Linked DNA regions of Danio rerio: regions 1, 2, 4 and 5 are each linked to region 3. Evidence: chromatin contacts called from public Hi-C, HiCAR-type and Micro-C data. All regions are on one chromosome and are shown on one strand. Each heading gives the region's core, a stretch centred on a gene start, on an enhancer-like site or on the middle of the called end of the contact. The rest is flanking DNA. Distances are from core to core; before and after follow the strand shown. Region 1 holds the start of arhgap12b (Rho GTPase activating protein 12b). Region 2 overlaps arhgap12b (Rho GTPase activating protein 12b). Region 3 holds the start of msl1b (MSL complex subunit 1b). Region 4 holds the start of acsf2 (acyl-CoA synthetase family member 2). Region 5 holds the start of tap2t (transporter associated with antigen processing, subunit type t, teleost specific).

Region 1 (5,343 bases), core at 301-2,800, 410 kb after region 3:
CCAAGCAGGGTTCTCTGTGTGTAAATTGTGAATATAATCACCTTTTTATTATTGAAAATACCTTCACCTACAAAATATACCACAGTTATTCATTTACAACCTAGGAAGTCACAAGAGGTGCCATTTATGTTCACACTTCGCAATTAAGCAAATAATACCCTATTCAATTAAATAAACAAAAGTGTTTTGTTCATTACAGATTATATTTAAAGACAAAACATTTATAGAATGCCAATTAAGCAGTCTCAGCTGTATTTCAGTTATTTAATTATGTTTATAATACGAAATCTGGCAAGTCTCACAACAAATTAGAATAAAATGCTACATCTAGTGTCTTGAGTGTCCCTTGTAATGGCTTGATGCTCTGAAATGGCTCTTTGTCATTCATCTCGCTGACTTCAGAGTAGCTCTCTTTTTGATTAAACTATTTATCATGCCGACAAACAACCAGGCAGAATAAATCGGGTTTGTTTGTCTAATCCACTCAGCCACTTAGCAGCCGTGAACACAAAGTGACCTTGCAGGCGGGAAACGCATTATCGACATTACTTGATTTTCAGCATCAGAAAATTCTCTCACACGTCAAACGGCATTTGCTTTCCTTCCAGCGGTTCATTCATTCAATACAGATGCAGATGAGCACTGTGAGCCATCGCCACAGCCCAAAGCAGACCACAACTAGAGGACCCGTTTCCCCTGGTAACCCGCCTTTGTTTGGGTCGGCTGCACTGGTCACTCATCGCGGTCGACAGTGCGGTCCCTCCCCGGGCGAAGGCGACAGCGAGGCCGCGGGGGAAAGGGGGAAGGGGTCGGTTCGGTCCATAAACTTTTAAACAAAACACCAAAAGTACGAACTAACAGTTCTACCCAAGAAATGTATACTGTGATCAATTACAAGTGATTTGACATCACAATAATTTAAACAAAATGATTCCAAAGGGAAAGCCAACACTAGTTTTCCAACGTTATCCATAATAACAACAACTTTGATGAACCGTTTGAACCCCCTTGACTGATGACAGAAATCTAATCAAAACAAAAGCTGAAATAATAATATACACAGATACAAATGTACATAATATGAATCATCTCATAACAAGACGAAAGTGTGACTGGCTATCAACTGCGTGTTAAAACACATGGCTGTAATTTAAAAGCCTGATGGGAGTATTTTGCCGCAGCATGATAGCAGGTTCCCCCAAACCACGAATCCCCAAAGCGGCTTTAGTGGCTGGCCGCAAGGTAGCAAACCGCTGTGCAACAATCAGTCCCCAGTGCTCGCAACAATGCAACTCTTTATATTTACAACAATGCGCCTTTGAAGCATAAGAATGAACGCAGAAACTGCCCATACTGACCTGGCGTTCAGGGGGATCTGGGAGCGGCCATGCCCGTTAGTTGGAGAGTCTCTGAAATAAACTTTTCCCTTTGCAGTCCTCGGCACTCGTGTAAAAAAGATAGTGCTCGGCAGCAACACAAAACACACGATCTGACCGCCTCGCGCTTCCAATCGCAGTCGGTCTCCGTGGGTGAGCGAGTGCGCGTTCGCGTCACTGCGCGCTCCCGCCTGTCCTGTGTGAAGCTCTGTCAGACTGCTGATGCTCCTGTGTTACCGCATCAGGCCCCCTCGTGGGGTTGCAAGGCTCTTGATCCCCCCTCTGCTCAGTGGAAAGCAGGCAGAGGCGTTTGCGTGGTTCTGCATGCATAACTTTGGGTCACTGGACTTTATTATACACTAAACCTTTATTTTATGTTTTCTATTGCATTAAGCAACGTGTATTGCAACAGTACATTAAAAACTTTCAGCAAGCTCCTCTCAATTTGTTGCAAAATCTTTTTATTTGCAGTTTTATCTTGCCATCAATTTTTTTTATTTTCCAAAACTGACAGAAATTGATAGGTATGTGGTAAGAGAATGATTTAAAATTTGGATTTGAGTGTCACCCAGTGGCTGTTTTTGGTACAATGCCTAAACGAAATCTCTGAAGAGCTTTTGTGATATCACTTTTTTAAAATTTGAAACATAACTTGATTATAAATATGACTGTAATTCATTCATTTGCTTTTCAGCTTAGTCCCTTTATTAATCAGGGGTCACTATAGTGGAATGAACCACCAACTTATCCAGCATATGTTTTATGCATCGGATGCCCTTCCAGCCGCAACCCATCACTGGGAAACACCCATAAAAATGCATTGAGTGTGTAAACTAGCGACATTAGGAGATAAGAAATGCAATCCAAAATATTTGTTTCAATGTAGGGCAGTTAAAGGGTTAAAAAGTAATTATATCCAGCACACTTATGAACAATTCTAAAATAGTTTTTGCATGTATGTGAAGTTAAATTTGCTTCATGAATCATTTGAATTTACAACTTAAGTGTACATTGACAAAATGTCCACCAGGGTGAGACATTTGTCAGCTGTAAAATGCTCTTGCTAAAGATTCAAGCATTTCTTAAATAATTATTTTTGCACAGTGTGTTTGAATAAATTAAAAACATACATTTGCCAGTTACCTGAATATTCACCTTGACCATTAGGAATAAACCCCTACAATAATATTTTAATCGCTATTCAGTTATGCTTGTTGTTGGCAAGTCTGACTTCACATAGTTTACTTAAACTGAATTAAAATACTACATTTGAACCTAATTTTGATCAGAGGTATTAAATCAAGGAAAATACGATTTTTTAAATACATATATTTTTATTTGAAATCATTTTAATTACTTTTATTTTAAAATAATAGACAACAGTTCACAACTTCCGTTTCTAAGCGGAGGTAAATGCGCTTGTAGTCCTAATCCGAACCCCTTACCGTTAAAAAATGCACAAAAAAACTACAAAGACCATTCTGCTTTTCAGAAGACGTTTAAAAGGTTGCTGCGCAGTGTGCGGTAAAGGATGGTAAACAGAGGTTCGTTGACTTAAGTAAATGAAAGTACGTTTTTAGCTGGAGGTACATAAAAAAAATCTATTTCAGTATAATTTCTGTTAAAATGACAATAAACAAAATGTGGCTAGCTTAAAGTATATCGCCTCAGCAATGTAAATATAGTATCAAAATATATTTAAGTCGTTTTTATTTGGCATCACCTGCTATGGACCTGTCATTGCGCACTTGCAAAAAGTTTGTCCATTTGGACCTAAAAGGGGCTCCTCCTAGAATTGGTTACTTCATTGAGGTAAAGTTACTGCTTAAACTCCTACGGTCTAAATGTTTGCTTTAAATCTTAATAAAGAATCTTACATGTGAACTCAATGATGTGTCTTCAGTTGATCCAGTTATTTGCTGATCTTGGTGCCAATGGGTTGCTCATTGAATATGAGGATATGTTTCCTTATGAGGGAGAGCTGCAAGTTCTTCAGTCTAAATCTCAGCCTCCATACAGGTGATATGTGTATTTCAATAATATTTGAGTATTTGTTTATTTGTTTGAGATTTTAAATGACAAAATCCCTAATATCCAAACAGCCGAGAGGAGATTGCGTCTATCCAGGATGCTGCCAGTAGCAGAGGGCTGGAGATCATTCCGCTGGTGCAGACGTTTGGACACTTGGAAGTAACTATTAAACTGATATTTGTCATTTACACAGTTGAAGAAATTTCTAGTTCAATATCAAATTGCCATAAATGAAAAACCATTAATGTATAAATATGGAGACACACAGACACAGATTAGTTTCTCTGCTTGCTAAGGCTGCACTAAGCTGCATTTGCTGAATTTATTTTTTGAATGTAATTTATTTCCTTGATTCTATTTATTCATTATATCGGTTATCACTGTCACACTATTTTTCAGAACTCATTAGAATACGATTTACTGATTAATTACTATTGGTGCTCAATAATGGTAATTAATAACAATTCTTTTTTTTTCTGAAATGTATTTTTGAGCCTTATTTTATAATTTTATATTCAGAATTTTAAAAGAGCTGAGGAGTACATACATTATAATTTACAGTACTTTTTATACATGTACATTAAGACTGGAATAATGCCTAATAAACTTTCGAGAAACCAACAGTTTTAACTAAAAACTGACCTGTCTGTCAGGTGTAGAAGAGCCGGAGTCAAATATTCAATTAAAGATATTTTAATAAGGATAGTTTTCATTAGCAGAAGCCAGCTTTAACACTCGCAAAGAGTTTGTAGGCCGTTCTGCTTACAATCTCAAATCATCAGCAATTATACTGTAACATGACGTCACTAACTGCATCACATCTGATTGGTTAAAACACAGATAGACTTTTCCACAGATATCTCCAATCTCCAATATTCCAAACAATATCTCCAATGATTACTTTGGCGTCAAGCATACAAGCGTCAGACAACCAGTAGGCTATTAAGAGCTGACCCCAGACCTGTAAGAATGACCCACCAAAGAATAGAACACACAAACAAAGTACAAACTGTTTTATACTCAAGGCTGTTTCCAATCATTCAAACGTCTAACTCCACATCAAGGTCTTCATGACCTCTAAATAGGCCGGAAGATCCTTTTGGTACAGAAAATTCAATAACAAACATAATTATTCCAGTTTTGACACTGAAGAGGGATGAAACTAGGCATGAGACGATAACCGGTTTCAAGGTTAATCATGGTTTGGAAAAGTCAAGGTTTTAAAACCGCCACAATTTTTTGTTATACCATTCCTAAGGTATATGTAAAAATTTTTATGTGTTATTGAAACTAATGAAGTTAGCAGTCAATGATTTGTGACATGTTCCCCCAATGACATGTTTGCTGTTTCAAAATAGTATATATGTTTCCTAAAATAAAACATATTGTGTTCAATAAGGGTATTATTTCTTTTTTTACCCAGACATTTAAAAAAAAAAGTGTTTTAGAGCAGTAATTACAATAATGTGATACCATGAACTAGTGATATTTTCATCCAAGGTTATCATACCATCAGACACTTATACAGACCCGTGCCTAGATGACACTAAGGTCATCATATAATCTAGGTTCTTAAACATTCAACTTTATTAATAATAATAAAGACATAATAAAAGATATGTGTTACTCCATCCTGCAGCAGACATACATAAAAAAAATTCACTCTATCAAAACAATCAGCTTTGAATCACAGGAATAAATTACTTTTTTAAAATGTATTCAAACTGAAAAAAATTATTTTAAATTTAGTGACCATTTCACAATAATAATGTCTTTACTGTACTTTTGATCAAATGAATGCAGCCTTTGTGAGCAAAACATATATTTATATAGATTTCAAAAATATAAAAATAGTATATTATTATCAGATAGCCAATTGGGGAAAACATTCCTTAAGGAGACTAACAATATGTTTAAAATAATTATTCCAGCCAAA
Region 2 (5,020 bases), core at 901-3,400, 320 kb after region 3:
TAGAGTAAGAAAGGATCATACGACTCTGAAGACTGGAGTAATGAAGCTGAAAATTCATCTTTAAACTCACTGGAATAAATGATTAAGTTAAATGATAAACTATTTTTGAGCAGTTATTTTATAGTACAATAACAATTTACAATTTTACAATTTGTACTGTATTTTTGATTAAATAAATGGAGCCTTGGTGATCAGAATAAGCTTATTTTAAAAGATTTAAAAATTGTACTGACCCCAAAACTTTTGACCGGTAGTGTATTTGATCAAATAATATAAATCACAGTCTTTGTACTGGATCTGTAAAATCCAATATTGTACATTTAATTGTGTGTGCTCATATCCTCTATTTTTACATTTAGATTATATTTGCCAACATCTGAACCTCATAGAAAGTCAAATTGTCGACTGTCAAATGTAATTTCAGGTCTCAAAATAATAATCTACCTTTACACTGTGCATATGAATGAAATACAATGTAATGATGTACATATAAATTCATATATATACAAATATATGTACTGTATACAAGTATACAGTTGAATTCAAAATTATTAGCCCTCCTAACAATAATATATATATATTTTTTTCTTTATCAATTATTTCACAAATGATGTTTAACAGAGCAAAGAATTTTTCACAGTATTTCCTATAATATTTTTTCTAGAAAGTTCTATTTGTTATATTTAGGCTAATAAAAAAGCAGTTTTTTTTAGGTCAATATTATTAGACACCTTATGCAATATATTTTTTAAAGTGTCTACAGAACAAACCATCATTATACATTATATTATTAGAGGGATTTGCCTTATTTACCCTTACTAGCCTAAATAACCTAGTTAAGCCTTCAAATTGCACTTTAAGCTGAATACTAAAACGCTGACAAATATCTAGTAAAATAGTATGTGCTGTCATCATGGCAAAGATCAAGAAAATCAGTTATTAGACATTAGTTATTACAGTTTTTTTCCAACTGCTTACACACAAAATCTTGTCACACAATTTCTGAAACATCCCACTCAAAATGGAAAAACGACACAGCAAATTTCCACAACCAGAAGCTATTTCTCATCCTTATACTCAGTTGTAAACTGCATAAAACACTTTTTACAAAACACTACACACAACTCTCTACCTAAAACACAAAAATCTAACAGGAAGCCACTTTCTTTCCTTTTCCAAACATAACCAATCAAAATGCTACACTTATTGACATGGCACACACACTCCTCAAATGTGCAAACACTAATTTCTTAACTGATCACTAAGCAATCATTGTAGTGCAGACCTATAAATAGATCAAAAGTAACAGGACACTGGGATGTTCTGGAACAAAAAATCCACAATTTGTAGTTTTATACCTACTGCAGTCACCTTTTCTAAATAATACATTCTTTTTGTTAGAAGTTTAGAAATTCCTTTAGAAAAGAATAGAATAATTCTTCTCAGCCTGATGCTGGCAAGTATAATGTAGTTTGTAAATCTTCTCCATGAAATGGACACTTCTCCCACAGAGACCCTCCACTGACAATTGTGTTTTTACTGTATTCTGGAGAATATACTTTTGCTTTACATGTTTGCTTTTTACATTTGTACTTATTATGTTTATGGTTTTGTTGTATGCTACTGTATATACCAATAATGTTTGGCCTAACAGATATTTTTTGTTTCTACATGTGATTGGTGTTTACAGTGTACCTGTTCCCCCTCTCAGCCGATTATTTTCACTGTATAATATTGCATTGAACTGTAGATATAAGCTACAGTTTATGGCATATGATGTGTGTTTATGGAATTTCGAATGTAGTGTTACATTTTGAAAAATGAAAATGTAAGGCATTTTGCATTTCGTGTGCGCAGTTTTGAAAATTGTGTGTAGTCTTGAAAAAAGGTGACACGGCTTTAAAAATGTGTGTGAGCAGTTGGAAAAAAACTAAAACTATTATGTTTAGAAATGTGTTTAAAATTGGGGAAAAATAAGTGATAATATTTATTATAAATTATTATTATTTTAGATTCATATATAAGTAATAATAATTCAGGAGGGTTAATATAAATCTGACTTAAAAATATACAAACTAAATATTGATTTAAACATGACTGTATCAATTCCAATCTAATTGTGCCTTTTTTATCCACAATGAACAAATTTCAAGATGACAGTCGGGACACTACAAGAGCCCGAAGCGTCAGCAACACAACAGTTGCTTCTCCACATCTGCCATTTCCTATGAAACTCCTGAGGTTGATGTCACTGTCAAGAACTGTTTACACAGGCCGTTAACTAATCGAATTACATTCCCACTGCATCACAATCATAGCCAGCCGCGCCTGGATTAACAACAGCACCACGCGCTCACACTCTCCACCATACAGCCCTTCATATTCCCTCTCCGTCACAGTCTCGTGTGCAGTGGCGATGCATCAGGAGGATGTGGTGTTCAGTCTCTTTCTGTCCCTCATAATGATGTAGTTGGCCAGTCTCCAGGTCTGTCCCAGTAATGGATACAGTGAGATAACTCGATAGAGGCTTGCTGTGCAGAGCAGCAGCCACACCCTCCATATATACCTCCAACACTCACATTTACCAGAGCTGCCCACAGGGTTGCCACTTTAAGCTAAATATTCATTTCTCTGACTTTTCTCTCACAGTATGGAATAACATGTTGCGGTTGTGCTTATACGACAATAATGTGCTAAAATATTAAGATATCAAAATAGCAAAATTTGGTAACACTTTAAAATAATGATCCATTAGTTAATGTTAGTTTATGTATTTGCTAACATGAACAAACTATTAGCAATACAGTTATTATGATTTTTACTTATATCTGTTAATGTTACTTGACGGTTTTTTTAAATAAATAATGTTAGTTCGTCAATTCACTGTGCATTAACTAATGTTAACAAGCACAATTTTGGATTTTATAATGCATCAGTTAATGTAAAATATGATTAATAAATGCTTTACAGGACTATTCATACTAACAAACATTAACTAAAGGACCATTTTTCTAAAGTGTTACCTAAAATGTAAATATTGCATGACTTTAATATACCCACTGTGAGAACAATAATGGATCATTTACCTAAGATTTATTTTGAGTTGTTGTAAAATGCTCCTTCTCTCATATTTGATTGCTCGATAGTAGTGTTATATACAGGAATCAGAGAGTAAAATTCTATACCTTTTATAAGACTCTTTCCATACATTTTAAGACCACTTTAGGCCTGAACCGGTAACATTGGCGACCTTTTAAATATAATCACTAAATACTGATTGTAAGAAACAAATCCTAGACTAAAACATTATTTATAAACTTTATAAACATGTTAATCCAGAAGGTGTTGCTTATAGAACAGCAGAAATAATGGTGCTACCGTGGTTACTGCAGTAAATAATGCAGTGTGACATTAAATATAGCAGAATTTTATCAATTTTTTTAACTACACGGCATCCCAAAGTTTCAAACTTTAGCATTCAACTATAATTATAAAAGTGTATGATCAAAAATTATGCAAAGTATAATACCTTGTAACAGCATTTAAGTCTTTTTAAGGGCCTAAATTTCTCTAAATTGATTCTTATTTTTTGATACTTTAAGACCCTGCGGACACCCTGTTATTACTTGTATTTTGACAAAATTTGCATTTCTGTCGTCTTTTCAACATCAAATCTTTAAAATAGCGATTTTTAAAAGCAAATTTTTTGTGTATTAATTTTTGTGTACCAAGTGTATTATAATAAAATGTAAATAAAAAAAGAAAGAGGTCCCAACCATAACAATAGATGTGAAAATGCATGATATAAAAATATGTTATATAAAAATTGCATTCTGATAAACGGAAACTAAAATTTAAAGCAACAACAACAACAACAACAACAACAACAAAAACTGATATTCCACAGCTTGGACAAAAATATATAAAAAGTTTACTGACTTTCAATGTCTGGAACAAACCATTTGATATTCCATGAAACTACTCCTGGATGAAGGACGAGGGTTTATTAAAGTGACACTTTTCCATGCGCCTGTCAAAGTTAAGATTTTTTTAAAATTGTTCAATGTTTTTTTTCTTCAACCTATGTTAAATTGTTACGGTACACAATTTTCGGGTTCAAACCTCTACTCGTTTGATCTGAGAAAACTAAATAGCTATTTATGATCATGTTTAGTCATATCCAGGGTGTGAATTGCAAGTAATTACGTTTGATCCCCCTGAAGGAGATCAAAACAAGACGTATGGCAGGGATCACCCATTTAAATAGTGAGAAATAGTTGGCTCTGATCTGTATCTTTAATGATATTAATAATTAAAATAGTAGATAATATAAATATACAATTGATCACCCCATAACAGTACATACCACATAATCGCGTCAAGCTGTCTATGCGAGAAAATATTCATTCAGCAGTCTGAAACCAGCAAGAGCACCAATAGAACCCGTAAGTGTTCACAAGACAATTTTCTTGTCAAATAGGTGTGTGTATCGACATACAGCCTAAAAGAATAGTTCAGTTAGATGCATAGTTTGTATTTTAACAGACACCTGCTCACACATGGAATATAAACAGCAAAATAATAAGTGCAATCTTTCATGGTCATCTATTGGTGCAGGAATGCAAGTGTGTCACCATTGGATTTATATGTTTTATTTGTTTGATATTTTATATTTCACTATAGTTAGTGCACCAACATAAAGTGCAACCTTGCTGCAGGTGTCCCGAGTTAAAATCCCGACTCATGGACCTTTCCTGATCCCTTCCTGCTCTCTAGGGGGTCACACACCAGAAGTGCCGCTCAGCGATGCACCAGCCATGACTCAGGACACTGTTCATATTTCTGCCGCAACACAGAAAGCCCTCTGAATAGTTTCATTTTAAATATCATGCAAATGTGCTCGTCTGGTGTGCGACACTTTCAACTGTCATTTTTCTCTTCATTTTCTGTCAATATCTATACTGTTCTATCGTAATGAAGGCAAAATGTCAAATATAAATCTTGAATAATAATAATAATA
Region 3 (5,559 bases), core at 1,761-4,260:
AGTTATTTTATTCTGGGATATCACTGTGAATGCTGTTCTTTTGAATTATCTGCTCATCAAAAAACTGAAAATAGCAAACTTTATTTAAACTAACAATAAAAATAAATGTCTTGAGCACTAAATCAGCGTATTAAGATGGTTTCTGTGACACTGAAGATCTCACCTTTTTCGCCTCTTCTCATCAAGCTCTAACTTGGCATGTCTTTTCAGGAAAACGCTGTCATCAAGACTCTACACAAAAAAAAAAAACAATTAATGACAGTGAACATCATAGCCAAGATTCCTGTTCAACACAATTGACGAGTCTTACTTCAGGGAGATCAGCTGCATCCTCCTCCTTCAGGGGTTCCATAATGTTTTCCCTCCACGATGGTACTGGGAAAATAGTTTTCACATAACAATTAGTAAACCAGCGTTTAAATAAGGCATTCTGTATTTGAACCAGAAACTTACTTGCAACATCCTCTTCTTTCTTAGGACAATCTTCCTGTAATGATGAATCTGGAGGCTCCCAGCAGCATAAGTACATTTCAGTGGTTGTCATGTAAGGAAGTTCATCTGCTTCTTTGCTGCTTCCTTCCTCTGCATGCTGGTCTGTCTTTCTGGACGATTTCCCAGTGCTTGCCTTCTCTGGGGTCTCCTTGCTCCGCAGCTCACGCTGACATGGCGATGGCCCTCTTGTGTCTGATTTTTGGGGAGTTGTCCTTGAGGACTTGCCTCTTGACCTTTGCGTCTTTGTTTCGGTTGCGCTTAATTTTCTAGATTAGTGATTACAGCTCAAATCAGCCAAGGCAAAACCAGTTTATGACCAAACAATTGATTTGAAAAATAAAAATCACAGAAAAAATGACAATTAAAAATAGCCTATTCTTACCGCTTTTGCACTTTGCCACTTGACTTGGATGCCTGAGTTTGTGGGCTGTCGCCTAAATCTGATTCCCAAAAGTCATCGGTGTCTGGAACCCATCTCTCTAAAGGCTGGAAGAGCCTCTTGTCACGTGGTTCCTTGCTTAACAACTGCAAACGACGTTCCATTCGCTCAATGCGGGCAAGCAGCTGTTTGAAAGAAGATCACATTCAACAGAAATAAAGTGAAAATTGTTGCAAGTACAAGCAATAAGCCAAAATCATATTATCAATCAAATGTTGGGGCCAGATTCAGCATAATACCTGTAATCTTCAGTATGACACGATCCTTAGAAAAATCATTCAATATGCAGATTTGGTGTCATGTTTGGATTATATTTAGACAACGCAACCCCAATGTTTTAACTTCAAAGTTGTTGCTCATATTTTGTGGAATAATCTTGATTTTAGTCACGAAGGTTTTCTGTACTCTTCTAAGAATTTGAAATTTGGGGAATCAAATCATTAATATAAACAAACAGCTTTTATTTGACATGGGTTTTCTGACACTTTTGATCAACCGATTGCATTTTCTGCTCAAAAAAAGTTCTAACCCTAAGTGCACATACCGTGTCTCTGTCTGATTTGAGTTCATCTATTTCCTTGTCCTTAGACTGCAGCTGTTGCTGTTGTTGCTCGATCAAGTCCAGTTGAAGCAACAGCAGTTGTTTAAGGCAAGTGGCTTGTGCATGAGGATTACCACTGATCTTCTTCATATTGGTCCTTTTACCCTCGGAGTGTTCGTGAGATGACCCCATAGTCTCTTTAGCATTTTTCTCACCAACAGGGTCTCTAGAATTAATATGAGAATTCATGGATACAAACTCTGGCTTGTTATCAATGGCGTTGGTCTGTCCAAAAGGAGTTTTACTTTTTACAGGGGTGCCTTCACCCCCCATTTGTTTAGCTTGAGATGACAGTGTTTCTGTGCCCACAGAGCCAGCCTCTGAAGCCACGATCAACTCTCTGCCAGGCTTTGAAGGCAATGAAGCCCGTTCTAAGTTCTTTTGCGAGATCAGATGTTCTCTAGTGTCGTCTGGTGTGTCACATAGAGGATCTCTGAGCTCTCTTTGGACACTAACTGGATGTCTTGTTTGAGATGGGCTGAAGTCACACTTCTTTGAGTACAATCCTGCTTTAGAAAAGCATTCGGGTCGCATATTCATGGCGAAGGAAAACCTCTACACGATGAACCATGGCTCCAATAGAGGCTTGTCTGCAGACTTGAAAAACATAAATCGTAAAATAAGAATCAAGAAAGCAAAATGATAATTGATAGTTGCAAATGTTTGTTTCAAGATCCCACTGAATGCATTGCAATTATGAAAACTGCACACAAAATAACGCAGGCTTCCTGTCTATGTTTGCAACATGACTTCCACTACAAGGTTATATAAACCCACTCCGTGATCAAATATTGAAAAAAGCACCAAACGCAATCACATACTAGACAGCCATAAATGTTCACTGTCCAAATCAGATCACTGAATCTCACTACCGATAAAACATGCACGCACTTATTATACCAAACGTTACAGCTAGACGTGGTTTGGTTTTCGGTTTATGGTTCAAGAGGCACGAACCATTTTAACTTGAGCTAATAATAAATAGCCTGCCTCCATTTTGATCCTGATGCTAGCTAGCCGCTGTTAGCAAACGAGGTGCTAATATACCAAATCGTTTTCGTTATACTGCGAGTTTGCCAGCATTCTATACTACATGTCTATGTCGGATTTGCAAAAACCAATAATCAGAACAAACAGGTCCCAAATGAGCGTTCTATCCTACTTTTATTGCTGTTTGTCCCCCATTTTCAGGCTCGAATCTGCACAATGTCCCAATATACGAGTGCGTTTGTCTCAGTGCGCATGCGTTTTGTCAGGACGTGTTTACATTCAAAGTGATGGGGTTTGCGAGCAATATTAAAGGTAAAATAAGCATACACACGTTTATAAACATTCGTATCGTGTACGGTTTTCTTTGCGTATTGAATCTGGCCAAGATAGTGAATATATGTTCGGGAAAGTAAGTATATGGGAACGTATTTGTCTGGCGGAGGCAAAATACGGACCATACCGTACACACTTGGGGAGAAAACCTCGCCAACGTCATTTCCTCTGACGTTTTGGCACTCCTTCATTTCTAACTTTATTTACCAATGTTTAATAACAGTGCTTTGCCAAGTGCTTATTTTGTAGCGATTTGGTTTTCTACGTTTTTTAAACCTATGTATTAGCCATAAGTGGATGAGAGTTGGAAAAAATACATTTAGTGAAATATCATGTAGAATAATTTTGTTTACACATGTTGTTTATTGACTTTTGTTTGCCATAAATGCAATAGAGATAGGCCCATAGCCAGCCTAGTGAAAAGGCTGGTTCTTTTTTCCCAAAATGTTGACTTTTTTGCAGTTATTCGATTTAATTCATGAGATTTTTTTCTATTTAATTATAAGATTTAAATTCTGCATTTTAGCGACATTGTTTTGCTGGATTAGCTTGTCTGATTGTCACTTTTTAATGGACCAAAACATTTTCTAAAGATTTAAAATAAAGATATATGAAGGGCATTTATTTTAGGCTACTTTGTATCAGGGGGAAAATAGGAATCTGTTAAAGTTTAAAGATGCTATTGTTATTTATTAGGCGAATAACAAACTGGCCAGCACATTCAACTGTCCTCAGTCTCAGAATGTAATGTGTTTTTTTTCTTTTAAGAATAAGGTCCAAGATTTAGAATAAAAGTTACTTATAGAGTGTTTTCTCTATATCAACAAATGAAAGTTGACTTTTGCATCACAATCCACTTGGTCTTAAGGAATTTTTCGATGGGTTATTTTGATAACTTATGATGGCATAACAAGTCTAATAGGACAAATGAGCTATTGTATGGGATAAATTCTGGACCTTCGTCAGTGGGGGGTGGGGAAACTCTGTTTACGGGCCTGAGAGAAATTACTGCAACTTTGTAACTGTATGTTTGTGCGTATGTTTGTGTGTGTGTGTGTGTGTGTGTGTGTGTGTGTGTGTGTATGTGTGTGTCATTGGTGTTTCCCAATTAGGCCATTGCCTGAGCAAAACAATTGTCTAAAAAGTGTTGCTGAAACGAATTTCAGTAATTTCTTTAGTTCAGCTGTAAAATATGTAATGTTATTTAGAAATGTATATTTCACACGGACTTATTATCTAAACATATACAATTTGTTTTCATTAGGAGCATGTATTTACTGTTTTTTCCTTGTGTGTTATTAGTTTAACCAGCAGAGGGAGATGTAGTACAGTTCATTAACATTTTCTAACGCTTTTTCTCTTGTCGCCGAGATTCATTCGCAGCCTAAATGCTGTGTGTACATAATTATTTTATAATGACTAGGCCCCAACCTCACTGACAAAGGTCCAGAATGTGTCCCATACATGAGCTCATTTGTCCTATTTTGACTGCTATGCCATCATAAATAGTAAAAAATTACCTATTGAAAAAGACTTTAAGACCAAGCAGAATCGTGGTGTGACTTAAGCTAATCAGTTTTGGCCAATGCAAACAATTGTTTTTATAAGTCAAACTGTGCAAGAAAACATCTGACATAAGAGAAGTCATCTTTCTTATTTTCATCTTTCTTATTGTTTTTGAATAGAGAAAACATTTAACAAGTAACTTACTCTAAACCTTGGACCTTATTCTTGAAAGAAAGCAAGACCAATAAAAAAGCGTGAAGCACCAAAAGCAGCCCATATTACAATAAGTTGAAACACTATTTTAGCCATTGTTGTTATCCATTAATTTTTTAATAAACTTTTTTTACAAGTAAACTTTTTTTTCCATCTCTGGGAAACACCCATACACATTCATTCACATTAACTACGGCCCATTTAGCTTACCCAATTGACCTGTACCATGTCTGTGGACTGTGGGGGAAACTAGCACATGGAAGAAACCAACACGTGCCAACACGGGAAGAACATGCAAACTCCACACAGAAATGCCAACTGACCCAGCCGAGGCTTGAACCAGCAACCTTTTTGCTGTGAGGCGATTGTGCTACCCATTGCGCCACCGTGCTACCCCTTTAATGATATATGATGTAATAAATTTGTATTTAAAAAATAAACATGTTGTCATGTTTCTTTAATCTAAATATTTAGGAAATATTTTGGTAAATCAAAAAGAGCGATTTGAACAAGCTAATTCAGCTAAAATGTCACCTAAATGTGGTATTTAAATCTCTTAATTAAAAAGAAAATGAGGTGAATAACTGCAAAAAAGGTCCACTTTTTGAGAAAAAAACACCCTTTACACCAGGCTGGCTACTGGCCTGAGTTAATTAAGTTAGGTTCAACAGTTCCCTCTGATGGAAACTACATTACATGACAGATCAGGGATAGATGTGCTCTCCCCCTCTCTCTCTCTCTCTCTCTCTCTCTCTCTCTCTCTCTCTCTCTCTCTCTCTCTCTCTCTCTCTCTCTCTCTCTCTCTCTCTCTCTCTCTCTCTGTATTTGTCTAAAAACTTAAGCTCATTAAATCACTTGACTTATGTAATCTGTTGATCTAAGGTGACTAAGGCTAATGTAGATCACATCATTGTATTTATGAGTTTGTGTGTTCACAGGCTGTTTTTGTTCATATTGTAACTTCCTTTAAACAGAACGAAAAAGA
Region 4 (4,923 bases), core at 1,730-4,229, 500 kb after region 3:
GTGTATGAAATGTGCTATATAAATAAACTTGCCTTGCCTTGCCTTATTTTTGTGTGTTCAATAATGTATTTAGTTTATTCACCCTCAGACAAATTAAGATGCAAGTGGCTTTTTTACTTCCAATGATCACTGAAGAAAATGTTTGGCTGAAACTCTGCTCTTTGGTGAATCGTGTGACTACCAGGACTTTGAGAGAAAACAAACATACAAAACAAAATACATTATTATGCATGGCTTTGGATGGTATATTTAGGTTTTATGAAGCAAAATAATTTACCTGTGAAAGAAACTGAACACAACACACTGTTGCAGCTAAAAAAATGAAAATTCATCAACATATTCAATTGAAAAATTTACAACAAATTAACTTTTTGGGGTGAATTATCTCTTTAATTGAAAGTGACAAAGCATATAAATATATTATATGCTTTGAATGTCACATTAAATGTATGATAACATGTAACAATATTTTATATTTTAGGGGGTACATCTGAAATCATGTAATGCTAAACACAGAACTTCATGTATAACTTAAATTATGATCTACAGTTGAAGTCAGAATTATTAGCCCCCTTTGAATTGTTTTCTTCTTTTTAAAATATTTTCCAAATGATGTTTAACAGAGTAAGGGAATTTTCACAGTATGTCTGATAATATTTTTTTCTTCTGGAGAAAGTTTTATTTGTTTTATTTTAGCTAGAATAAAAGCAGTTTGTAATTTTTTAAACACCATTTTAAGGTCAAAATTACTAGCCCCTTCAAGCTATACTTTTTCTGGATAGTCTACAGAACAAACCATTGTTATACAATAACTTGCCTAATTACCCTAACCTACCTAGCTAACCTAATTAACCTAGTTAAGCCTTTAAATGTCACTTTAAGCTGTATAAAAGTGTCTTGAAAAATATCTAGTCAAACATTATTTACTGTCATCATGGCAAAGATAAAATAAATAATAAATCAGTTTTGAATGAGTTATTAAAACTATTATAATTAGAAATGTGTTGAAGAAATCTTCTCTCCATTAAACAGAAATTGGGGAAAAAATAAACAAGTGCTCTAACTATTCAGGGGGGCTAATAATTCTGACTTTAACTGTATATAGGGGTTGCACGGTCCAGCAAGAAGGTCGCTGGTTCAAGCCTCGGCTGGGTCAGTTGGCATTTCTGTGTGGAGTTTGCATGTTCTCCCCGTGTTCTTATGGATTTCCTCCTGGTGCTCCGGTTTCCCCCACAAGTTCAAAGACATTTCTTATAGGTAAATTGGGTAAGCTACATTGTCTGTAGTATATGTGTGTCAATGAATGAATAAATGAATGATTATGCATAGCAGATGATGACAGATGTTTGATATCTCTGCTGATTTGACTTTTGCACAAATTACATACAGGACCACTTTGGTTTTATCTGCAGCACTGACTGTAAAATGCTTCCACAGAACTTGAGCAAGTATATATATATATATATATATACTTTAATTGTTAATCAATATCTTTTTACCTGACTGGACAAAATCTGTGCCGTCAGGGTTGTTTTCCAATAAATGTTGTCAAATATTTTGTTATTAAAGCATAAGGAATAATGGAAGATATTACCTGAGCTGTTGTGGTAGAGGGATACAGTAAAGCCCACCGTTCTTGCAGAGTGCATAAAGTCGATGTTTATCATCACTTAAATCCAGAAAAGTCACCGAGTCTTCAAATTGAATCACGGTCTAAAAACAACATACATGGTGTGAGCCTGCGGCAAAGTATATCACAGAAGTATAACACAAAATTGACAACAGCAGACATTCACTTGCCTTGACTTTTCTGTCCTGCACACTGAATATAAGCACATCTCGGTGTCCGCTGGTCAAGAAAAGATTCGTGTCCTCCCGAATGAAGCGAACTGAGTCTGACTGACAGTCACTGAACTCTGATAAAAACTCAACACTGCACCGAGCCGCGGCCATTATTGTGCCTGTTGTACATTCTTTTCAGAGTTTATTGAAACTTAAAAGACGCTTCTGCTCGTAGACTAATAGCTATCAGATTTAGCCGCATGTTTGTGACTGTAACTAACTGTTTCGTGTACCCGCCATAGACTCTACAGTGACCAATGAGGGTCAAGGCTCTTCCTCTTCTGCCTGTCAGTTTTAGTGCACTGCCATCTTTCGGTGAACTGCGGAGAAGCGATTTCAAAACCAAAGTAAAAGTAAGCGATGTCCAAAGTAAAGGTAATCAAAACATCACTGAAATATCAGTGCCGCTGTACGTTTGTGTTGTATTTTTTATAAAAATTGTTATCAAAAGTAACAATGTACTCTTGACAGTTTTCAAATCGAGACTGTATGATATTAAACACGCGATTGAACCGCTCTAAATTAGTTAACTAATTTATAATGGCATTTTTTATTTATTTGTGGTGTTATTGTTGATGTAATTATTAACGTAATATTTTTGTTTCATATTTTTAATGGAAAGCATCGTGACTTTTTGAACAGAATAGAAACGCAGTAGGGGTTCAATCTTCAACTGGCTGGCAGGAACCGCCAGTGGCGGGTCACGTGACCTGCCACTGGCTGGTGGCAGCCGCCAGTGTCCAACTGTCGGGTAGCATGACCTGCCAGTGGCAGCCGCATTTTACCCGGCAGTTGACAACTGGCAGCCAGAGCCAGGTTGGAAGACATTAACAACTGGCTAGTGGGTCAGGTGTCCTACCAGGGGCTGCTTGGTAGCAGGGAACGTCTACCCAAGCAGCTCAGTTTCACAGTGCTTAAGCCCTCTGAGTGTGGCGTCTAATTAGCACTCTCTTTCTGGGGAATCAAATTATTAATTTATGAAATGTATAGTCTTCATGGTATTCTGGTTTACATACCTTATATTTGCAGCAAAAATATTCCAAACAAGGTTTTCAAATGACCCTTTAACAGACTGGTGGGATATTGACGCTAATCAACTTGTAGTCACCAGCCAGTTGGCTCAGATTCAATTCAGTGAATGATTCACAAACAGTTCTTTCACATCCTGAATTGTTTGGAACAGCTTTCCTTTCACTCATAACTGAAATACGGAGCACATTATTATACGGAAAACAAGGAGAATGCTCCAGGGTAACATTTTTATTAATTTCAACTAAACCTTCAAATACATTTTTAACGTATGCGACGACGAAGGTGCTCAATAGTGTGGCCATAGCGACTTTCTCAAAACAAAATTTAGCGTAGTTGAATAGTAGGTAAAAGCGAAACTAGTACAGAAAGTAAAAAGAAATTAAATGTTAGCAGATGTCAAGCTCAACCACACACACACACACACACACACATATATATATATATATATATATATATATATATATATATATATATATATATATATATATATATATATATATATACACACACATAAATACATATATATATATATATATATATATATATATATATATATATATATATATATATATATATATATATATATATATATATATAATAATTGATTGAATCAGCCAGACTGTGCGTGGGGGTGCGTACTGGGTCTTGTTCAACGACGTCTTGCATTCCTTTACAACTCACGCCCCTCCTTTTCAATGCTTTGACCATAATCATAATGTTTTTGAGAACTACAAAATGTAGTATAATATAGTAAAATATGTGAGCCTATATATTTTCCACTCACCATATAATTCAAATAAAAGACCATGCAGTATATCAGAGCACCATCAAATTTCAAGAGTGTGATATGATGTATATGTTAGATTGTGAATCTTGCATTTCTCCAAAAAAAAAGAAAGAAAAAAAAGAAAGAAAAAATGTAGTGTAATCATTTGCTTTAAAAATTCAATTTCAACGCTGTAAAGATTAAACGTGTAGGCTAAATAAATGTAAAGCTAATGTATGGCTGAACTTTAAGCTTCCTGATGTGATCGGGTTTGCGTCCTCTACAGTTCATATTCCGGTGCAGCTGCTCGTCTTACAACTTCAAGTGTTGTTGTTGTGGATCAACGATTAACTTTTGGGAACTTTGGGACCACAGTTGCACTCGGCTCCGCTTAAAAGTCGTGAACTCGTAATTTAGTTGATTGCAGTTAATTCGGGGCTGCTTTGTTTTTAGTGCTTCTGCATTTTTAGCGTATAATGCGCCTGCATGTGTTTGGAAACGTGTTTTTGTTTGTTTGATTGCAGTCGCATCGAGTTTCTGAATTAAAAAGCTGCGCTCAGATTCTTCAAAGTTTACTTCAATCAGAAAGGCGAAGCTGAAAGAAAGATGTCTTCTAAGATTCTTCTGACTAATCTACGAACATCTGCGAGCTTCTGCAAAACCCTGAAGTTTCCGCAGAGACCCTGGACTCCTTTCATTGCTTCCCAACAGAGCTGGTAAGAACTATAAAACATGCATATTTTATGATTTGTCTGACGGAAGCTGTCAGACACGAGGCAGACTGCTTTATTTAGATCTGCTTTTGGCATTGTGTCTCCATATTCCTAGAATCTCGAAAATAACTCAGACTTCCGATGGACTGCATAAAATCAGTTGCTGACTAGTGATTATGTAATGATTTTAACCATTTAACTGACATTGCAAAGCAGATGAATGGGTTTCTGTAGTGAGAAGATTAACAGTTTCATCCGCTAAAAAAACAAAACAAAACTGGTTAAATGTTGTCAGATGGTCTCCCAGACTTGTGGCAACTATTATGGTTAGTGGTTGAGTTTGTCGCCCAGCACCGCCTGTTTTGAATGCCTCCCTTATCCAACACTCACTTGTCCATTTTTTTTCAAAAACAGACACACATCTATATATATTGATGGACTGAACATGACTGAATGATTTTTCTTTGATTATATAATGATCATACAGGTATAATGCCTTCATTTCAATATTTGGATGTACTATTTGTGTAACGTTACTACGTTTTTCTTCTGTTGCTAATATCATTAGAA
Region 5 (4,790 bases), core at 234-2,733, 480 kb after region 3:
TGAATAAAGAAATTATCGACTGAAGAAAAGTCTTTTTTTTTTTTTTTTAATTAATTTCAAGAAGAATTATGTTTCAGCTTATGTGTTTTCTGTTTTGGAGAGAAGATTTTTTTCAACCCATTTGTAAACATAATACTTTTCAGTCCCTTAAAAAGGAAAACGTTAGATTTTTTTTGACTGTCATTTTGTGCATTTTTTTATATTAAATAAATAAATAAACAAACAAATAAATAAATAAATAAAATAAACCGTAACTTATCAGCCTTTTAATAAAAAAAATTAACAACTTATTCCAAAACACCTGTTTTTAGGTGTTTGTGTTCATGATGTGTGTGTGTTAACTACTGTGTGTGTGTGTGTGTGTGTGTGTGTGTGTGTGTGTGTGTGTGTGTGTTTGTTTGCTTGTGTGTATGTGTTTGTGTGTGTGTGTGTGTGTGTGTGTGTGTGTGCGCGCAATTGGATGTGTTAAATGCAGAGCACAATTTCTGATTATGGGGAGGTAAACTTGACCATTTTTTTCCAAAATAAAAAGATGCAAAGTTTATGATACACTGTTAAAAATTATATGATCAGTCCTGACAGCATATGTTTTTAGTTCATTGTAACTAAAATTAATTTAACTCACTGTTAACAAAGTTAATCATGTTCTAACTGAACTTTATAAGTTACACACACGGTTTTAAGTCATTTTAACATAATATAAGTCCAATGGACTCATATAATTAATTTGATTCAACTTAAAAATTTAGGCCTACCAGAATTTTTTACAGTAATATTATATTATATTATATTATATTATATTATATTATATTATATTATATTATATTATATTATATTATATTATATTATATTATATTATATTATACTATATTATATTATATTATATTTATTATATTATATTATATTTTTTTAATCTTTCTAATCAATATTTGATGTACTGTGTAGCCCTGTTGTGATCTTGGGCTTTGTCCTGACTTTTTTTTCTAATATTTTTTTAATAATGTGATTATTGTATTTAATTTATGTGTTTTTTATTTTATTATTATATATTTTCATTATTTTATGGTTTATATGTTTGATTTATATAATTAAATAGTGTTGAATATTTTTCTAAAGACTGTAAAACTGATATTTATGTAGTAAAAAGGATATTATTGATATTAATATAACCATGTGTTTTATATTGCAAAATACCTGAATTTACGCCACTCCTAGTGCAAAAAAAAAAACAAAAAAAAACAAAGCAGTTTAGTTTTGATGCTGTTGGCCATCCATCTTCGTTTTGTTCACATTGCAGATGTTTTTATGGCCGTGACAGGGTCTTAATCTGGTGAGATGTTTTGTTCTCGCCGCTTCTGTCCCTTTAAAGCTGAAATGACACTCAAGACTCGTGTTGTTTGTTAAACAGCGCGCTCTGCCGGTGACTTGAGGAACAGCAGCCATTTGGTCGACGACGAAAAACATCGTCATGAAACGTCATACGCAGTATATACAGAAATGAACGTGTTGTGTGCAAACTGCCTCGTCTTAAGCAAACTATGAACCTACTGTAAGTCGTTTTTAAGAAGTATCTTGCTATTTAACTCATACTGAAGCTGAAAACGGATCTGACGTCGCCCACAGCTGCGAAAGTGAAACCAAAAGTGATCCTGAGACAAAATGCAACGAGGACAACAGATGGTAAGCAGACTAAATCTATACTCTGTTTATTGCTTTTATCTTCAGATTTATTTACAGTTCGAAAGATTCATGCTGCTGAAAACATCTATAAGCAGCCTAAGCTGGTCAACAGCCTTTAGTTTGGTTAAAGTTGCTTGGTTCCGTTTTTTTATTTTATTTCAGGTGGTCTCAGATACCAGACTGCCTAATGTCAACCATGAACTGATTTACATCAGGAGTTTTAAACCTTTGTAATCGCAATATTACTAACTTAAACCTTTCTTGTGTCATATGTCAAAAACCTAAATAGGTAAGGCCATAACAGCACAAAGTTAACAGTGAGGCAAGGAGAAACTGAAAGCAGATACATTTGTCCAGTTTCCATTAATTGGTGACATGTTTCTCTTTTGATATGCTGGAATAGGACTGACCGATTTTTTTTAGCTGAATAGTGATTTATGATATATGTGTTTTTGTATTGTTTACATTTTTGTATATGGAAGGCAATCTGGTCAATGTACTTCAGTGAAACAATATTTATTTTTAGACCTTATACATGCAAAAATTGTGATTATAACCACGCAGGCTATGCTATTCATTATGTTTAAAAAGTTAGAACCACATGACATTTTAACATTGTATCATGACGATCTAAAAATAAAAACAACACTTTAATGGTTAACTCAAACTATTTTGATTACCCACCGCAATCGTCACTTTACAAATACTGCTACCAAAACAATACAATTACAAACAACAATATAATACAATACATTACTTTTTAATACATTACTTACATTACAAATACAACAATGAAATACATTACTTGCAGGTTTAACATTCTACATTTGGCACATTTATTGTGCTCTGCCTGATTAGTGTGCAACATGTCTATTTTCACTTTAATCTTTACCTTAAACCATAGGTCTCAAACTCAATTGCTGGAGGGCTGCAGTTCTGCACAGTTTTGCTTCAATCCTAATCAAACACAGCCAATCCAACTAGTCAAGATGTTCAAGACTACTAGAGACTATTAAGCAGGTGTGAGTTGAAGGTTGTTGGAGCTAAACCAAAGGTCTTAAACTCAATTCCTGGAGGGCCGGAGCTCTGCACAGTTTTGCTCCAGTCCTATTTAAACACACCTAATCCAACTAATTAAGGTGTTCAAGAGTAGACTCGACCACCTTGATTAGTTGTATCAGGTGTGTTTGATGAGGGTTGGAGCAAAACCGTTTGAGTTTGAGACCTATGAGCTAAACTATGCAGAGCTGCAGCCCTCCAGGAATTGAGTTTGAGACCTTTGCCTTAAACCTTTATAGTCAAAATAGATTTTTGACATAGATTTTTGTTTTGCCACAACAATCCACAGGTCGTATTTAACCCAAATTCTTAACAATGTTCGCAGTAAACTAGATTGGATCATGGTTTATCTTTTGCATCAGGTTTAAGATGGATTCAGATCAGGCTCATGTCAGCGTCTCCAGGGTTGTCCTGGTCCACTTCTGTCTGCTGTTCTGTGATCTTCTCTTCTGGGCTTGTGTATGGGCGATACTGCTGTGGCTGGATGGAGAGGGCAGTCTAGATCTATGGTGCCTGTGGGCTCTCAGGACCATCACCTTCGCCGGGCTTTATTTATTGAGCACACTTGTCCCAGAAAGCAACCTTAAACCTCTCCTGAAGCGCTGGGTCGCACTGTTGAGCTTCTTACCTCCAGTGTTCGACAGTATGCAGATATTGCTGGATGGCACCCTGAGGGGCTTCAATCCTGTTCCTGATCCTGGTATGGTGATTCTCAGCTCTGCTACGTCGATCCTCATTTATATGGTGTGGGAAATGGCCTTCCCACATGGTGGATCATCTAAGGGTGGCAGAAACCAGAAGAAAGATGAAGAGGCCAGAGCACTTTTAATGAGGGTCATTCGCTACTCCAGGCTTGATTATCTTTATCTAGGAGCTGCTTTTATCTTCCTCAGCTTGGCGGCACTGTGTGAGTCTTTATCCTAATTTATCTGAACTAATCCTTGATTTTTTTAATGCACAAGGTTTTTCTTTTAACTAGATAGAAGAAACTATATTATCTTATAAAACAGATAGTTCCAGTGTTCTTTCATTTTGTCCTACCTTGTCAGAATTTCCTACCTCCCATTCAAAAAGTAGGTAGATAACACAATATGCTACCCATCAGATTTTGCTACCAGTGTAAATTTTAATGTGCAGTAGTGTGATATGAAGCTGCAATATCGCAAGGCATGGGCTGGTATAAGATTCTGACAGTAAGATGACCTTGAATAAAAATATCACGGTACCACAGTGTTGTGATTACTGCTCTAAAATACACTTTTTTTAAATGTCGGGGTAAAAACTAAAACTTTTTTTAGTTTTTGAAAACAATATATTTTATTTTTTAAAAGATTTATAATATTTTGGAGCAGTAAACATGTCAGGCTAAATAATTTAAATGAATCATTGAAATCAGATTTCTTTTCAATTTAAAACGGCATATTTGGATATTTTTTTCTGCTAAAAATACTGTTGTCTTAACAAACAAAACAAAAAATGTAAATATAAAATCTTATACATACCTTAGGGATGGTATTACAGAAAATTTTAGAGATTTTAAACCCTTAATTTTTCCACACCGCGGTATACCTCGAAAACGGTTATCATCCCATGCCTAAATATCGCCCTAACCTACCTAATCCCTAAGCCCAACCTCAAAACCATTCGAATACAGTGTTAGTAGCATAATCTGATGGGTAGGATAAAATGTAAGGACACCGGACCTTGATTCTATTTGGTTGATTCGAGTTTAATGATGCAAAAACTTTCTCTAAACGTACAACTGTAAGTGCAGTGTAAATAACTGTTTTATAAAATCAGTAGATTTTGTGAAGCTGTGGATTAGTTAATAAGAGTAATATTGGACTACAGGCCATTGGTTTATTAAAATATTGCAGTCTGCATTGTGCATGTGGAGTGCATTATTTTTAAATAATTCAATAGACCAGAGTTAATTATTCTGCATATACTATGTTTACCACGCATAAAAGACTTTCAGATTAAGTTTGTCAAGTCATTTGTCAGTTTTTTTCTTCTTAAACCTCTTCTTTGTGGGACTAGTTTCTTACACA

What was found. Hi-C and Micro-C count contacts between places; a contact is called where the count stands out from the background. HiCAR-type assays count read pairs that join an accessible place to other places.
Region 1: a Micro-C map of caudal fin shows a contact between it and region 3, with 5 times the contacts expected there. The contact joins the promoter of arhgap12b here to the promoter of msl1b in region 3. A contact is called at or near these places in 2 of 18 Hi-C or Micro-C datasets (caudal fin and hematopoietic stem cells) and 1 of 4 datasets of contacts at active chromatin or transcription factors (embryo).
Region 2: a Hi-C map of embryo shows a contact between it and region 3, with 3 times the contacts expected there. The contact joins the enhancer-like site here to the promoter of msl1b in region 3. A contact is called at or near these places in 4 of 18 Hi-C or Micro-C datasets (caudal fin, embryo, fibroblasts and 1 more) and 3 of 4 datasets of contacts at active chromatin or transcription factors (caudal fin, embryo and gastrula embryo).
Region 4: a HiCAR-type map of caudal fin shows a contact between it and region 3, with 6 times the contacts expected there. The contact joins the promoter of acsf2 here to the promoter of msl1b in region 3. A contact is called at or near these places in 3 of 4 datasets of contacts at active chromatin or transcription factors (caudal fin, embryo and gastrula embryo).
Region 5: a Micro-C map of caudal fin shows a contact between it and region 3, with 8 times the contacts expected there. The contact joins the promoter of tap2t here to the promoter of msl1b in region 3. A contact is called at or near these places in 1 of 18 Hi-C or Micro-C datasets (caudal fin) and 2 of 4 datasets of contacts at active chromatin or transcription factors (embryo and gastrula embryo).

The regions. Positions count from the first base shown.
Region 1 is chr12:28,418,338-28,423,680 of GRCz12tu, reverse strand. arhgap12b (Rho GTPase activating protein 12b) reads right to left here and starts at 1,550. Exons shown (of 17, transcript NM_200874.1): 1 at 1,359-1,550. hexd (hexosaminidase d) reads left to right here and starts at 2,874. Exons shown (of 12, transcript NM_001077167.2): 1 at 2,874-3,188; 2 at 3,280-3,395; 3 at 3,479-3,566. The coding sequence starts at 3,105.
Region 2 is chr12:28,517,646-28,522,665 of GRCz12tu, reverse strand. The region is part of intron 16 of arhgap12b (Rho GTPase activating protein 12b); the gene reads right to left. Among named protein-coding and RNA genes, the nearest start is that of arhgap12b, 98 kb to the right of the region's middle. Within about 2 kb of position 2,150, at least 3 of the 62 cell types and tissues checked have an H3K27ac peak or open chromatin away from gene starts, as enhancers often do.
Region 3 is chr12:28,833,743-28,839,301 of GRCz12tu, reverse strand. It overlaps msl1b (MSL complex subunit 1b), which reads right to left and starts at 3,010. Exons shown (of 9, transcript XM_686625.11): 1 at 2,695-3,010; 2 at 1,476-2,129; 3 at 875-1,056; 4 at 454-758; 5 at 311-375; 6 at 164-231. The coding sequence starts at 2,072. LOC141376811 (a long non-coding RNA gene) reads left to right here and starts at 2,775. Exons shown (of 4, transcript XR_012388034.1): 1 at 2,775-2,834.
Region 4 is chr12:28,336,121-28,341,043 of GRCz12tu, reverse strand. It overlaps acsf2 (acyl-CoA synthetase family member 2), which reads left to right and starts at 2,979. Exons shown (of 17, transcript NM_001045419.2): 1 at 2,979-3,093; 2 at 4,165-4,356. The coding sequence starts at 4,247. faap100 (FA core complex associated protein 100) reads right to left here and starts at 2,101. Exons shown (of 9, transcript XM_073918506.1): 1 at 1,801-2,101; 2 at 1,595-1,713.
Region 5 is chr12:28,356,428-28,361,217 of GRCz12tu, reverse strand. It overlaps tap2t (transporter associated with antigen processing, subunit type t, teleost specific), which reads left to right and starts at 1,483. Exons shown (of 13, transcript XM_009306749.5): 1 at 1,483-1,680; 2 at 3,065-3,646. The coding sequence starts at 3,109.